Linked DNA regions of Mus musculus: all the other regions are linked to region 1. Evidence: chromatin contacts called from public HiChIP or PLAC-seq data. All regions are on one chromosome and are shown on one strand. The core of a region is the stretch at or near the end of the contact, and the rest is flanking DNA. Distances in the headings are between cores, read along the strand shown. Region 1 holds the start of Mtmr11 (myotubularin related protein 11). Region 2 overlaps Polr3gl (polymerase (RNA) III (DNA directed) polypeptide G like). Region 3 holds the start of Adamtsl4 (ADAMTS-like 4). Region 4 holds the start of Ankrd35 (ankyrin repeat domain 35).

Region 1 (2,798 bases), core at 146-2,645:
TCTACCATTTACTGATACATTCACAAGAAAAACAGAGCATTGCTATGTAGCCTAGGTTAGCCTGGAACTCTCATGGTCTTCCATCTCAACGCCCCACCCCCCAACTGCTGGGACACCGCACCAAGCTTTTCTATTACACTAATCACCTCACCTGCTTTCGCTGCCATCCACAAGGCTGGAAGGTTACCCTAAAGTTAGTGCAGATCAGAGTTCCAGGCAGGTCTAGTCCTGGCCCTTTCCTTCGTCCTGGTGCCCATGCTAGGATATGCTCCCCTAAAAGGGAGAAAGAGAAGCAAAGGTCTAACTATCCCCAATGCTGCCCCACACTTCTATGTGGCTACTCGTCTATCCTTAGATGTAAAATTGAAGGAAAAGAATAGACTTTTTTTTTTAACTTCTAAAACCCTGCATAGAACGTGGCACATATACACTCACTGGTCTTTGGATAGTTAATAAGAAAAGTGGTAGCCGGGGTGAGAAAGCAGAATGAACAATGTCCAGGCCTTCCACAAGCTCTGAGGAAGGAGGCAGGAGAATGAGTCTCAGAAACACTTCGAGGAAAGGAATAGGGAGTATCTTTGGTGAAAACAAAAAAGGATGGGGTAGGAAGACTTTTAAAGGAATCTAGAGAGGTCATTTTATTACCTGGGAGACAACCAGAGGCCAGGCAGCTGCCAAGCTGATGACTGCTGGGCTCCGGCATCCTGTTCCCTGGGTTAGACTTCGGTCCAGAGAGCTGAGCAGGGGAGAGAGTTAATCTGGGACCCCCTAAACTCAGAATCTGGGATTTCTCCAGTAGCTGCCTTTGGAGACCCGCATTGAGTTCATTTGTTCGGGTTCTTCCCCCCCCCCCCCCCCCCCTTCTCTGCTCTGCTCTCCTCTCCTCTCAGGGAAATTGAGATCACTGACTGCGGCTGGCAGACAAGACAAGGAGGGGCTGGTTAATGGATAATGAGACAACTCGAGACTGAAAAAGGCAGACGAGCTCCATAACAGTTGATAAAACAGATACACCCTCCTCCTCTGAATCCTTTCCTTCCCCTTTAATTTCCACAGCATCCCATTCACACTCTCTTGTTAGCTACCCTCCCATTCCTTTTCCTTACCCCCATCTCTGGCTCCTCCTTCTGGGGGGCAATGTTGAAACTCTGGCCCCGGCCCCCCCACCACATTTCCCTGGCTCCATCCGGGAGTAGAGCAGCTAAGGGTGGGAGTCCTCAAAGATGCTGGCTCTTTTTGGGGAGAGGCTAAATCCTAGAGGTGGGGAGAAAGAGGCTGGGGAGGACGCAGCGGTAGCGGCATTTCGGATACCAGGAGCACAGTTCCAGGGGTCTTATTTGAAAGGTGTGTCCTGCCCAGACAGGGGAGGCTCTTTGGAAACTTCGGTGACTCTAAGAGAACAGGCAAGATGCCCAGCCCCTTAAAGGAGAATACGCAATTTTTTTTTTCAAAGTAGAAAGGAAATGGAGGAGCTTAAGAAAGATGGGAGGAATGGGGGAACTGGGGATACCCAGATTCCCTTAACCCACATCCACATTTTAGTCTCTTTCTGTTCGTGAATATTAGTGGGTGTGACGAGGGGAGCAGTAGTTAAATGAAAACATTTTGGGCTAGCTCTCTATACTTTTTCAATGAGAGATGAAACACTAGGAAACTCAGTTATTTTGGTTTCGTTTATTCATGGGTTTTGTGATTTTGTTCATTTTCAGCCTCCTCTGACAACCTAACGGGTTGAGAAGGGGACATAAAGGGAACTGAACCTTGTGTCCTTTTCTGGAGAGCGTGACAGGCCCAGGGGCAGAATGGAGTGGACGGAAATTGGTGTGTCTGGGATGCAGACACAGCACAGGTATTTTGGTGTGCAAATCTCGGCAGTGGGGCGGGAGCTAGAAAACCCAGAAAAAGATCGTGGTATATCTAAACCAGCCTTTGCGCCCGGCGAGCGCACCTCCCCACTCCCGCAGCCACCTATTCCTATGGAAAGCCCAGCCCCAGGTACATGACTCCGCCCCTCCAACCCAGTCACCAGATCTCCTAATGAATGATTCATGTTCTGGACTTTGAAAGCTAAGGACTGGAAAACTCTTTTCAGCTCCAGGATCACATTTCCCCCTCCTTCCCTGCTGAATTTAAAAAGCAAAGATGGGGCTGTAGGGCACTGAACAGAGATGCTAAGGAGGGCAGCTTGAGGGCAGCATGTTTCAACACGGAGAAGACAGGAAATGAAATACAAAATAGGTGTTAATGAGCTGCTGTTTTATTGTTTTTGAGTCTGTACAGAGGCAGCAATCCTTAGGTGGGGGCCGTGACATTCAACACTCCCTTCCCCACAGCACACATCCTTCCAGCCTCAGCTTCCAAAGTTCTCTTTGTTGGCTGCAACTGTGGAAATAGTGAACTAGCATGAGCAGAGACTGGAACAAACAGGTATGTACTTGCTAGCAAGCTGGTCTAGACGCCTGATTGTAGAAGTCCTAAAGACTGCTGGTCACCACCACCCCACCACACACCTCAATGCTTCTGGAATAAAGTATGTAGTAAGGAACAGCTTAGGAACAGGTGTGCCAAAATCCCATGACCTACTTTTCTTCTCCCCACCACTTTCCTCCGAAAGCCTCATTCTGTTCTTTAATATCTTGAGGTATGGGAACAGCAGAATATAGAGGGAATGGTCAGGACGGAGAGAAGTGATGTGATCATCGCCTAACCAGAAGCACAAAGGGGCTGCAGTTGAGGATTAGGTTAACAGGAAGACTCTCACCACCTGCAGCACAAATGCAGATAGATGTCCACTGGAT
Region 2 (2,840 bases), core at 320-2,819, 410 kb before region 1:
GGCCATAGACTGAAAACCTGGGCCCATATATCATTCTTGATTTGAGATACAGGAACTAAATATCCCTATGTACTTAGGGGTTTTCCTATTTTTGTTATTTGTTTTGTTTTGTTTTGGTTGGTTGGCTTGGTTTGTTTTTTCCAGACAGGTTTCTCTGTGTAGCCCTGGCTGTCCTGGAACTCACTCTGTAGACCAGGCTGGCCTCAAACTCAGAAATCCGCCTGCCTCTGCCTCTGCCTCTGCCTCCCAAGTGCTGGGATTAAAGGCATTCGCCACCATGCCCAGCTTTGTTATTGTTTTTTGAGAGAAGATCTCATGTAGCTCAAGCTGGCCTGGAACTCGGTATGTAGCTGAGGCTGGCCTTGAATTTTGGACCCCCCCCCACCCCCCCAAGCCTTGGGATTACAGGGACGCGCCACCACAGCAGACTTACTAGCATTTACTTCTGTTGAGAAAAAATTGGTTAGAATCCAGGTGACCTGTGTGATCCCTGGGGGCTGTGATGCGCAGCCGTTGACAGTTTAGGGGAGACTTGGGGTGGGAACAGTCAAGAGGAGTAAGGCCTGTTTTGTACTTTTAAATAAAATGTTTGTATCTGTCTAACATGTCTAACAGAGTGATGTGTACTGGGAAAGGGCCGGAGGCAAGGCTGAGGGGGTGTCCAGTCAAGCCATTCTTACCCCTGCCACGCCCCCTTTCAGAGGACTGAATTTACAGCCATGCAAATGCTAAACGGGTGTTCCATCACTCAGCCATGCCCCCATCTCTTTTTATATATTTGCTTTAGAATTTTTAGGCAGAGCTTTTGCTAAGTTGCCTAAGTTGGCTTTGAACTTAACCCTGTAGCCCAAACAGGCCTGAAACTGTCTCAGCCTCCCTAGCTGTGGTCCCAGGTCTGTGCCACCAGTGTCAAATCTCTGCGTGTCCAGTGTGACACGGGTGTGTGTGTGTGTGTGTGTGACCGCCTTGACCCTTGACCTTTACTTCTCAGCTCTCCCTTGGAGGACATTCAGGAACTCATCTGCAATGCTGTCTGAAAGCAGCGCTGGGGAAAGCATAGGCTCGCCCACAGACTACCCTAGCCTTTGGCCTCCAGCAGCACAGGGACATGAGCCTGCATAGTCAGGCACATTTACCAGGACACCAGCCCTCTCCTTTCTCACACTTGACCTTGATGGTGTCCTTATTTACAAAGAGTGATTGCAGCTATTTTTGTGCAGGGAGTCCAGAAAGCCAGGGGCCGGGAGAGAGGAGTGACTCACTGCTTTCAGCTTACCGTCTTCCAGGACCTGGAGAGCCCACTTTGAAAGGCATATTTAGGATCTCCCTAAATATACTGTTCTCTACAGACAGCCGGGGTGTGGCTTGCAGCTCCTTCTTTTTTGTTGTTCTTTCCTTTGTGGAATTAAGTTAGCCTTTCTCACTCCACTTTGGGGAGGGGGTAGGCGGTGTTATCTTCCAGGAAGTAAGGAGGGTGGGGAGGAAGGGAGTGATTTAGGGACACTCAGCTCTAAGAGAGGCTTCCTCGCCCACACAGCGCTCCCTTGGGTGAGGTCACTTCCCTGGCCTCTGATTGGCTTCTAAGGAAGGCTTCCTCGAGCTGATTGGTTGCATGCACTTGCCATGCCACAGCCACGAGTAAGTTGCGTGTCCAGTATAGAAACAGAGTAAGGAGACCTGCAGAGACATCTGCCGTGCTACCACGGGAGGCCCCACTGAGCATTTCATAGTCTAAGGATGGACTGTGTGAGAAGCGTCCAATAAGCTTCCCAATCGCTTTTAGACAGGCCGACCGAATTTCCTACAGCATCGTGGGTTAGAGAACCGAAATCCAAGGTCAGGTATTTCTGACCCCATTGTACAGGGCAAAGAGGGGCTTAGACTCCATGGAGGAGAAGCGCCTTCAAGGCCTCGTTTAAATGTGGTAGCAAGTGTTGGGATAGAAGCCCAGCCAAGAAAGCAGAGCCGGGAACAGGAATAGAAGCGAACATTCCAGAGTTATTGAGCAATTTGTGGTGATTGATGTGTTTCCTTTTCTAGCTCTCCGAGGTGAGGGAAGGGCGGGGCCAGGAGACTTGTCCCTGGGGTTTCCCACAGTTCTACAGCCAGCGACTGTAGCTAGGGAGGAAACAGCCGAAAACAAAGATCCTGAACGGTTTGGTTCTGTTTTGTTTACCTGTTGTCTTTTCCTACGTTGTCCCGTGCACACACAGTGGAGGGGAGACACCATCCTAACCCTCATTACTTAAGTCCAGGTCTATGTTGAGAGACACTGCCACAGGCTAGCCCACCTGATGCTCCTCTTTTTTTTTTTTTTTTTTTTTTAACATTTCATTTATTTGGCCAAGGGTGTACAAAATGGCGTGTGTGGGGAGCCCAGAGGACAGCCTGCTGGAGTCAGTACTCTCCTGCTGCCATATGGGTCTGGGGGCTCACATGCAAGGCTTGGAGGCAAGCACCGAATGAGCCAACTCACATCCCTGGGAACTTGGTGGTGGGACCAAAGATCCCGAACTAAAGGTGGTAAAGGAGGGCAGGACACTAGTCCCCACCCATCTTTCCACAGTTCCGTCCCTTCACGTTGCCTTTCCCCTGGCGCAGGAGAAAGGAGGACAAAGGTTGGAATGACCACTTGGGATCAGTCATGCTACCTCAAAGACAAAGTGTCATAAATATCAAGTCATTCTTGGACTCTGCCCTGCCTGGACTCCTGCCTTCCCTGGCAGGTGACCTTGTTGGACAAAGCCAGTGACACGAGACACAGCAGCTTCCCCAAATTCCTAATTGGTTCCAGGCAATAGCTAAACCATGTCCACTGACCTTTCCCCAACTTCCCACAA
Region 3 (2,988 bases), core at 216-2,715, 470 kb after region 1:
ACGGCTGGGGACAGAACCCAGAGCATCCTGCATGCAAAGCTCTGCTTCAGCGCATTATTACACCCCCAGACATAGGGCTGTTTTATATACACACCCACTGCCTTGGGATAGACCCTGCTTCCACAGTTAACATGTCAGCTCCAAAGTGATCATTTCTCACTGGCAGGATCTGTTCAAACTAGACTTGGAGACTTAAGGACTTAAACTAGCTTCTGTGCCCTCAGCACAAAGTGTAACATATAGCCAAGAAACTAGGAAACATTAGCCGGGGGCACCAGGGCCCTCTGTTGTTTTATGGGTTGCAAGACAATATGTTGCTACAACTTCTGTATTTGAGTGTCTTGACATTGGTGGTGAGCCTGGCCTTCAATGGCTGAGCCATCTCTCTAACCTTGCTCTGGTATTTCATTGTTGAAACTAGGGTGGTCTCACTCTGTAGCCCAGCTTGCCCTAGAACTTGCTGGATTTCCCAGGCTGGTCTTGAACCAGTGGTTCCCCTCTCTTGCCTCAGCCTCCCAAGTGCTAAACATGCACTACCATTCCCTATATATTCTCCCCCACCCCCACCCCCCGCCCAGCCTCAGCTGGAATTCACCCTGAAGACCAGTCTAGTATCGAACAACCTATACGTTTTTGTTTTTCAAAGAAGTTACGAGGTTGGACAGGCAAGGCATAGGCAGGCCTTTAATCCCAACACTGCAGTAAGCAATAGCAGGTGGATCTCCATGAGTTGAAGGCTGGCCTGGTCTACACAGTTCAAGCCAGACAGGGCTACCGAGACCCTGCCTCAAAGACAAACAACAAACCAACAATCCATTAAAAGACATATGAATAGAATAAAAAGCATAAAAACTGAAAGCTGTTTTCATCCCTTCCCCACCCCTCCTCAGTCATTCTTCCACATGGAGATGGATAAACATTTCCAAGCCTAATATACACATCAAATTCTCCCATTCTACAGAGGACACTGCCGCATTGAAGTTGAAGTGCTCATGAAAGACCACAGAGCTGGCAAGTGCTCAAGCTGAAATTCAAATCCAAATTGTCTGACTCATAATTCAGCGTGCATTCCTCCCGCTAAGCTCCAGGGTGTAAAATTTTATGGATGAAGAAACCGAGGCTCAGAGAGGTCCCTGGCCATCAGAGCCACATGGTTCACTGCCCAGTATGGGAAAAGCGGAGGCGATGGCATTGGCTGCATGGAGGAGAGGGCCTTGGCTTGAGCAGATCTGAGTTTGCTCAGGGCTACATGGGTCTAGTTTGCAAATCCCCTTGCTGGTTCGGGGCTAGCCCAGGTTCTTCGAGGACAGGCTCCAACCAAAAGGAGCCTGCCAGAGTTGGTGGGGTCTCGAGCCCCGGGGCGGGCGCGGGAACCGTGTCCACAGCGTGGCTGCAAGCTCTTTAGCTGTACGGGGCACCCGGGGTGGGTGGTTGAGTCCGGCGCGTGGCGGGCGGGGCACGGGTGGCGTGGGGCGGAGCCTGCCGCGGGCGGCGCTGTCCTGGGGCTCCGGGCCGCGGTGGCCACTACCAGAGGCAGCTGGAGAGAGCGGGCGCAGAGAAGGTAGAACCTCCCCGACCCCCCGCCTGGGCTCTGACTGTCTCAGAACAGCGGACCCTAAGGCGAATTCCTGGGGAGGGGGTCTGGTCCCTGGGACTCCGAGTCCCATCACCCGGGCGAGGGCTTGTGCCAAGATTCCTATTAAGTCACATAGTGAAGTTGGAAAACATACCCAGGACCTCCCTGCACGCCGGCACAGCCGGCTCTTCCCTGAGGGGCTTCGGGAAGATGCGACCAGACGCCTGTACTCTGGGAACGCAGGGATAGGGTGTCCGGGAGGGATGCGGGTGAGTGCTCTTTGCACAACTCAATCTGTTGTGAGAGGTTGAGGGAAAAGACACCTGTTGGGATGTTTGGGGGGGGGGGGATGCCGTGAAAACCCTGGCATTCTGACAGGACAGCATCTCTCCTCTGCTAGCCCAGCCCTTACTAACCCTCCCTCCACCCGTCCACTCTGCATTGGCTCATTTGCCTGAAGTGAGCCTGGGGTGAAGGGGTTAGCACCCTGCAAGTCACTTTCCTTGGTGTCACTGGCCCACAAGGGGGTGTGACCAGGAGCAGCATAGGTTTGTGCTCAGCCAGGGTCCACCGTGACTTCAGGATGCCCACTTCCAACCTCATTTTCCTCACCCTGGGCGTGGAGAAAGGACAAACATACATTTGTGCGGGGGGGGGGGGGGGTGTCGGCTCCTGCTCCCCTATGCAGGGGAGGGTGGGGTGGACTTTTCCAGAGAGGGAGCCAGGCCTGGCCCTAGCCCCAGGAGTTCTCGTCACCCCCCACCCCTCACTTCTCCAGAGAGCTGCCAAAACCAGCTCAGGACAGGATTATGTGTACTGGGTAGACCACGGAGAGGCATCAGGGACAGACTGGAGGAGCAGAGAGGCGCAGAGGGAGGTGGAGAGGGGACCAGCATCAGACAGGTTGTGTCCATCACACACACCCCCCATCCTTCCAGCCTCACTGGGCAGGCAGAGGGCTGATGAGTGGGTTGAACAGGGCCACTCGTCCATCAGGGAAGTCGTAGATTCAGTGGCTGGCTCAACTGAAGAAGGACGTGGTGCCTTTTACCTCCTCCCTAGCTCCAAGAACTCAGCTCAGCCCATTTGGTCTCCTCCTCAAATTCCCAAGCCCTGGGGTCCCAGGGAGGGGGAGCAGGACCTAGCTTTGCCCCCCTCTCTGTCCTTTGCATGCCCTGATCTGGCCTACTTTGGCCAGCGATCCTTGGATTCTTCTCATGGTGCCATTCAAAGGCAGCAGAAACAGTGTTTTTCCTGGAAAGCAGAACTTAGATGGGATGAGGATGTGGGTAGGCGGGGCCTCAAAGAGAAGGCAGGGAATGGAGGATGGGGGTAGGGAGAGACAAGATTTGAGGACAGGTATGAAGACCCCTGCTACCCAGTGTTTACAGCTAGACTTAAGGGTGGACTTT
Region 4 (2,929 bases), core at 399-2,898, 510 kb before region 1:
TCTTACTCTTGCTTCACAGGTTTCTGCCAGGTTTCTGTGGCCTGCCAGGCACAGTGAGATAACCAAACATTTCTCACATCTGCTTATGAATGAATGACGCGTCAACTAAGCAATATTAGTACCAAGGGACTCATACCCCCAACCTCCTCAGAAGACGCCATTCCCTCCACAGAGGGCCACTCCGGAAGAACTCTTTAGAGAAGGACAACTGTATCCTCCCTGAACCACCATCTTCCAAAATCTTTGTTTTGCTCTAGAGGGGAGAGAACGGAGAAGAGAGTAACCCTTGTCAGGAACTCTCTCATTGTGATCCACTCTGTCTTCTCCTTCACCATCTCATTCCCCTAACTCAATCAAAGAAAATGAACACAAATGCTAAACAAGACAAAGGAATAATTGGGGGTGGGGTGGGATGGGGGGAGAACCAGACAGAACTTGATTGGTCCCAAGAACCAGTCTGAAGACTAGACAGTACAGAGAACTGGCCAGGGTAAATTCTGCAGGCAACTCACCCAGGCTCTTGGGGATCAGCCAGGAGACTTGTCTGTCCTCTGACAGCGTTTGTCTGGCTAGCTAGGTTGCAAGGTTAAGCCACTGTAAGCAGGCAGGAGGTCCAGGCAAAAGGTAGAGGAAGTAATATTGAGGAAAAGGTCACTGGAAATTAAGAAAACAGAGGCCCCATGTTGGACAGACGCTTGGAAAGAGATTTGGATTGGTGCTTGAGAGAGTGGAAGAGGCAGTGTCATGGAGTGGAAGAGGCAAGTTTGGTAAAGGAGGCTGTGAAGAAGGGTTGGAAGAAGGCACTGGGGTGAGAATACTTTGGGGGCAGAAAATACTGTTAGGGGCAGAAAGCAAAGAGTAAAAATGGAGCTATGTGAGAGAGAACGTTGTGAGAAGGCAAGGATGGAAGTGAAGCTATAGGGCAGGAATTAGGGATAGAAGTAGGAACGGATTTAAAGGCTGGGGTGGGGGCGGGCAGATGTCTGGAGGTGGGTTGGTACTGGGAGCCGCAGCTGAAGTAGAGACCAGGGTCATTGGAAGAGAACAGAACTTTAGAAAGCATACCAGAAGCTGGAAGCCAAATATGTTGGGAAAAGGAGCCAAGGGGAAGCACCTTGGGAAGGAAAAGATTAAGGGACAGGGTTTTAATAACACCCATAAGTTCAGTTACCAGGGCTGGCGACCGCATTATCAGAACTGCTAACATCGCAGGAAAGACTGATGCAGGCAGGGTTAATGCGATCATCCATGGAGATGGGACTCAGGACTTCTGTCAACACAGGGCTTGAATCCCAGCCACAGCCCTTCTCCCACACATTTGGCACCTACCGCCACTTGTGAACTGGAGCAGGAGAAGATGCGCTTCATGGCCGGGGCTAGGGCCACGGGGGGACGGGGACGCGCAGAGAGCCGGGCCACAAGTTCCTAACCCAACTCGGCTACGGCTGTGCCGAAAGACAGCTGTCAAAAAGCAGACTGGGTCCCGCCCCAAGCCCCGCCCCAGATCCCACCCCGCTCAATCGTAGACGTTCAACTGAAGGCTGGGCTTAAAACCCCGCCTCTGGCCCTGCCTAACCCCGTCCCTGCAGAGGCAAAAAGCCCGCAGTCTTTTGCGGCCACCCTGGCTGGCTCTCAAGTTCCGCCCTTCAGCCGAAGCCCGCCCCCTGTAGTTACCTACCGAATCCAAGAGGGATGCTCGCAGCCTCCGCACCAGCGACTTCCAGGCCCTAAGTCCCCCGTCTTTCTGCTTGGAGCTCCACCCCCAGTTCCGCCCCCGCCCCCTCTCAAGGACCTCCACAAGCTTCGATGTCACCAACCTCTTTTACCAGTTAATGACTCTTAGTCATAGCCATGACCTGTGTGTGCTTCATCCCCTCCCTCCCAACGCCCCAAGATCTTCTATAGAGTTTGGAAACGTGATGCACTAAGCAGACTTGATCACCAATGGGTGATTTGTGACCCACTGCAACCAGAGGTTGGACAAAACTCAAAGGATCAAGCCGATCACTAACGCAGATCTTAGAAAGCAGCAAGGGGAGAGTTTTTACTGTCTGCTTCCCCACTCCAAGAAACAAACAAACAAACAAAAAGTCCGACCTTCCTTATCCTTTAGACTCACTTCTTAGTAATTCTTGTTTGACAAGTATTAGTTGCAGCCAACTGGTCTGGCCTTCCCATCTCTCCTTTCTCCTCCCTGTAAACCAAGCAAGCCCACCCAAATACTCATGGAACCCTATGGAATAAAGCCCAAAATTCTTTTTAGAAGTGTTTTACATTAATTCATTTACTGAGGCATGAGTATGCGCTAAGGGTGGGCACCCTTGTGGAGGTCAGAAGACAACCGGCGTTGGCTTTCTCCATTCACCTTGTGAATCCGGTGCTTGAACTAAAGTAGTGAGGCTTAGCAGCAGACCCCACCCCCACCCCCGCCCCCCCAAGATGCTATAGGCCCAAAGTTCTTTTCTTTTTTCTTTCTTTCTTTTTTTTTTTTTTTTGTTTGGTCGAGACAGGGTTTCTCTGTGTAGCCGTGGCTGTCCTGGAACTCACTTTGTAGACCAGGCTGGCCTCGAACTCAGAAACCTGCCTGCCTCTGCCTCCCAAGTGCTATTATTACAGGCATGTGCCACCACCGCCCGGCTTAGGCCCAAAGTTCTTAACATGGTTTTCAAGGTTCTTCTGAAACAGAAGCCTGAAGAAGGTGTGGTGACGCATCCGCCTTTAATCTCAGCACTCCGGAATCAGAGGCAGGTAGATTTCTGTAAATTGAGGCCAGTCTTGTGTGGTGGGTCTACATAGCAAGTTCCAGGACAGCCAGAGGTACATAACAGAGAGATCCTGTCTCAAAAACCAAAACCAGAAGCCTGCCTTCACTCTCAGTATTTTCTGGCAAACTTCCAAGTTTAAACTGTTGTAGCAGACCATTCATTCA

The links. HiChIP or PLAC-seq counts read pairs in DNA pulled down with a chosen protein or histone mark.
Region 2: a contact with region 1 is called in an H3K27ac HiChIP or PLAC-seq map of microglia, with 5 times the contacts expected there. The contact joins the enhancer-like site here to the promoter of Mtmr11 in region 1. A contact is called at or near these places in 1 of 39 promoter capture datasets (pre-B cells), 2 of 115 datasets of contacts at active chromatin or transcription factors (bone marrow-derived macrophages and microglia) and 2 of 9 other capture datasets (adipose tissue and pancreatic islet).
Region 3: a contact with region 1 is called in a FOXA1 HiChIP or PLAC-seq map of pancreatic cancer cells. The contact joins the promoter of Adamtsl4 here to the promoter of Mtmr11 in region 1. A contact is called at or near these places in 2 of 39 promoter capture datasets (hematopoietic stem and progenitor cells and liver), 1 of 484 Hi-C or Micro-C datasets (embryonic stem cells), 1 of 115 datasets of contacts at active chromatin or transcription factors (pancreatic cancer cells) and 1 of 9 other capture datasets (pancreatic islet).
Region 4: a contact with region 1 is called in an HNF4G HiChIP or PLAC-seq map of pancreatic cancer cells. The contact joins the promoter of Ankrd35 here to the promoter of Mtmr11 in region 1. A contact is called at or near these places in 1 of 115 datasets of contacts at active chromatin or transcription factors (pancreatic cancer cells) and 1 of 9 other capture datasets (adipose tissue).

Annotation. Positions count from the first base shown.
Region 1 is chr3:96,160,567-96,163,364 of GRCm38.p6, reverse strand. Mtmr11 (myotubularin related protein 11) reads right to left here and starts at 1,395. Exons shown (of 17, transcript NM_181409.3): 1 at 1,107-1,395; 2 at 646-736; 3 at 152-273. The coding sequence starts at 1,172. Otud7b (OTU domain containing 7B) reads right to left here. Exons shown (of 12, transcript NM_001025614.1): 12 at 2,236-2,798.
Region 2 is chr3:96,575,635-96,578,474 of GRCm38.p6, reverse strand. Polr3gl (polymerase (RNA) III (DNA directed) polypeptide G like) reads left to right here. Exons shown (of 8, transcript NM_027241.4): 8 at 1-603. Among named protein-coding and RNA genes, the nearest start is that of Gm15441, 10 kb to the right of the region's middle. Within about 2 kb of position 1,569, at least 381 of the 459 cell types and tissues checked have an H3K27ac peak or open chromatin away from gene starts, as enhancers often do. A contact at or near this core is called in adipose tissue, bone marrow-derived macrophages, microglia and 2 more, where this site is marked.
Region 3 is chr3:95,686,394-95,689,381 of GRCm38.p6, reverse strand. Adamtsl4 (ADAMTS-like 4) reads left to right here and starts at 1,465. Exons shown (of 18, transcript NM_144899.3): 1 at 1,465-1,561.
Region 4 is chr3:96,668,850-96,671,778 of GRCm38.p6, reverse strand. It overlaps Ankrd35 (ankyrin repeat domain 35), which reads right to left and starts at 1,648. Exons shown (of 14, transcript NM_001356538.1): 1 at 1,330-1,648. The coding sequence starts at 1,368.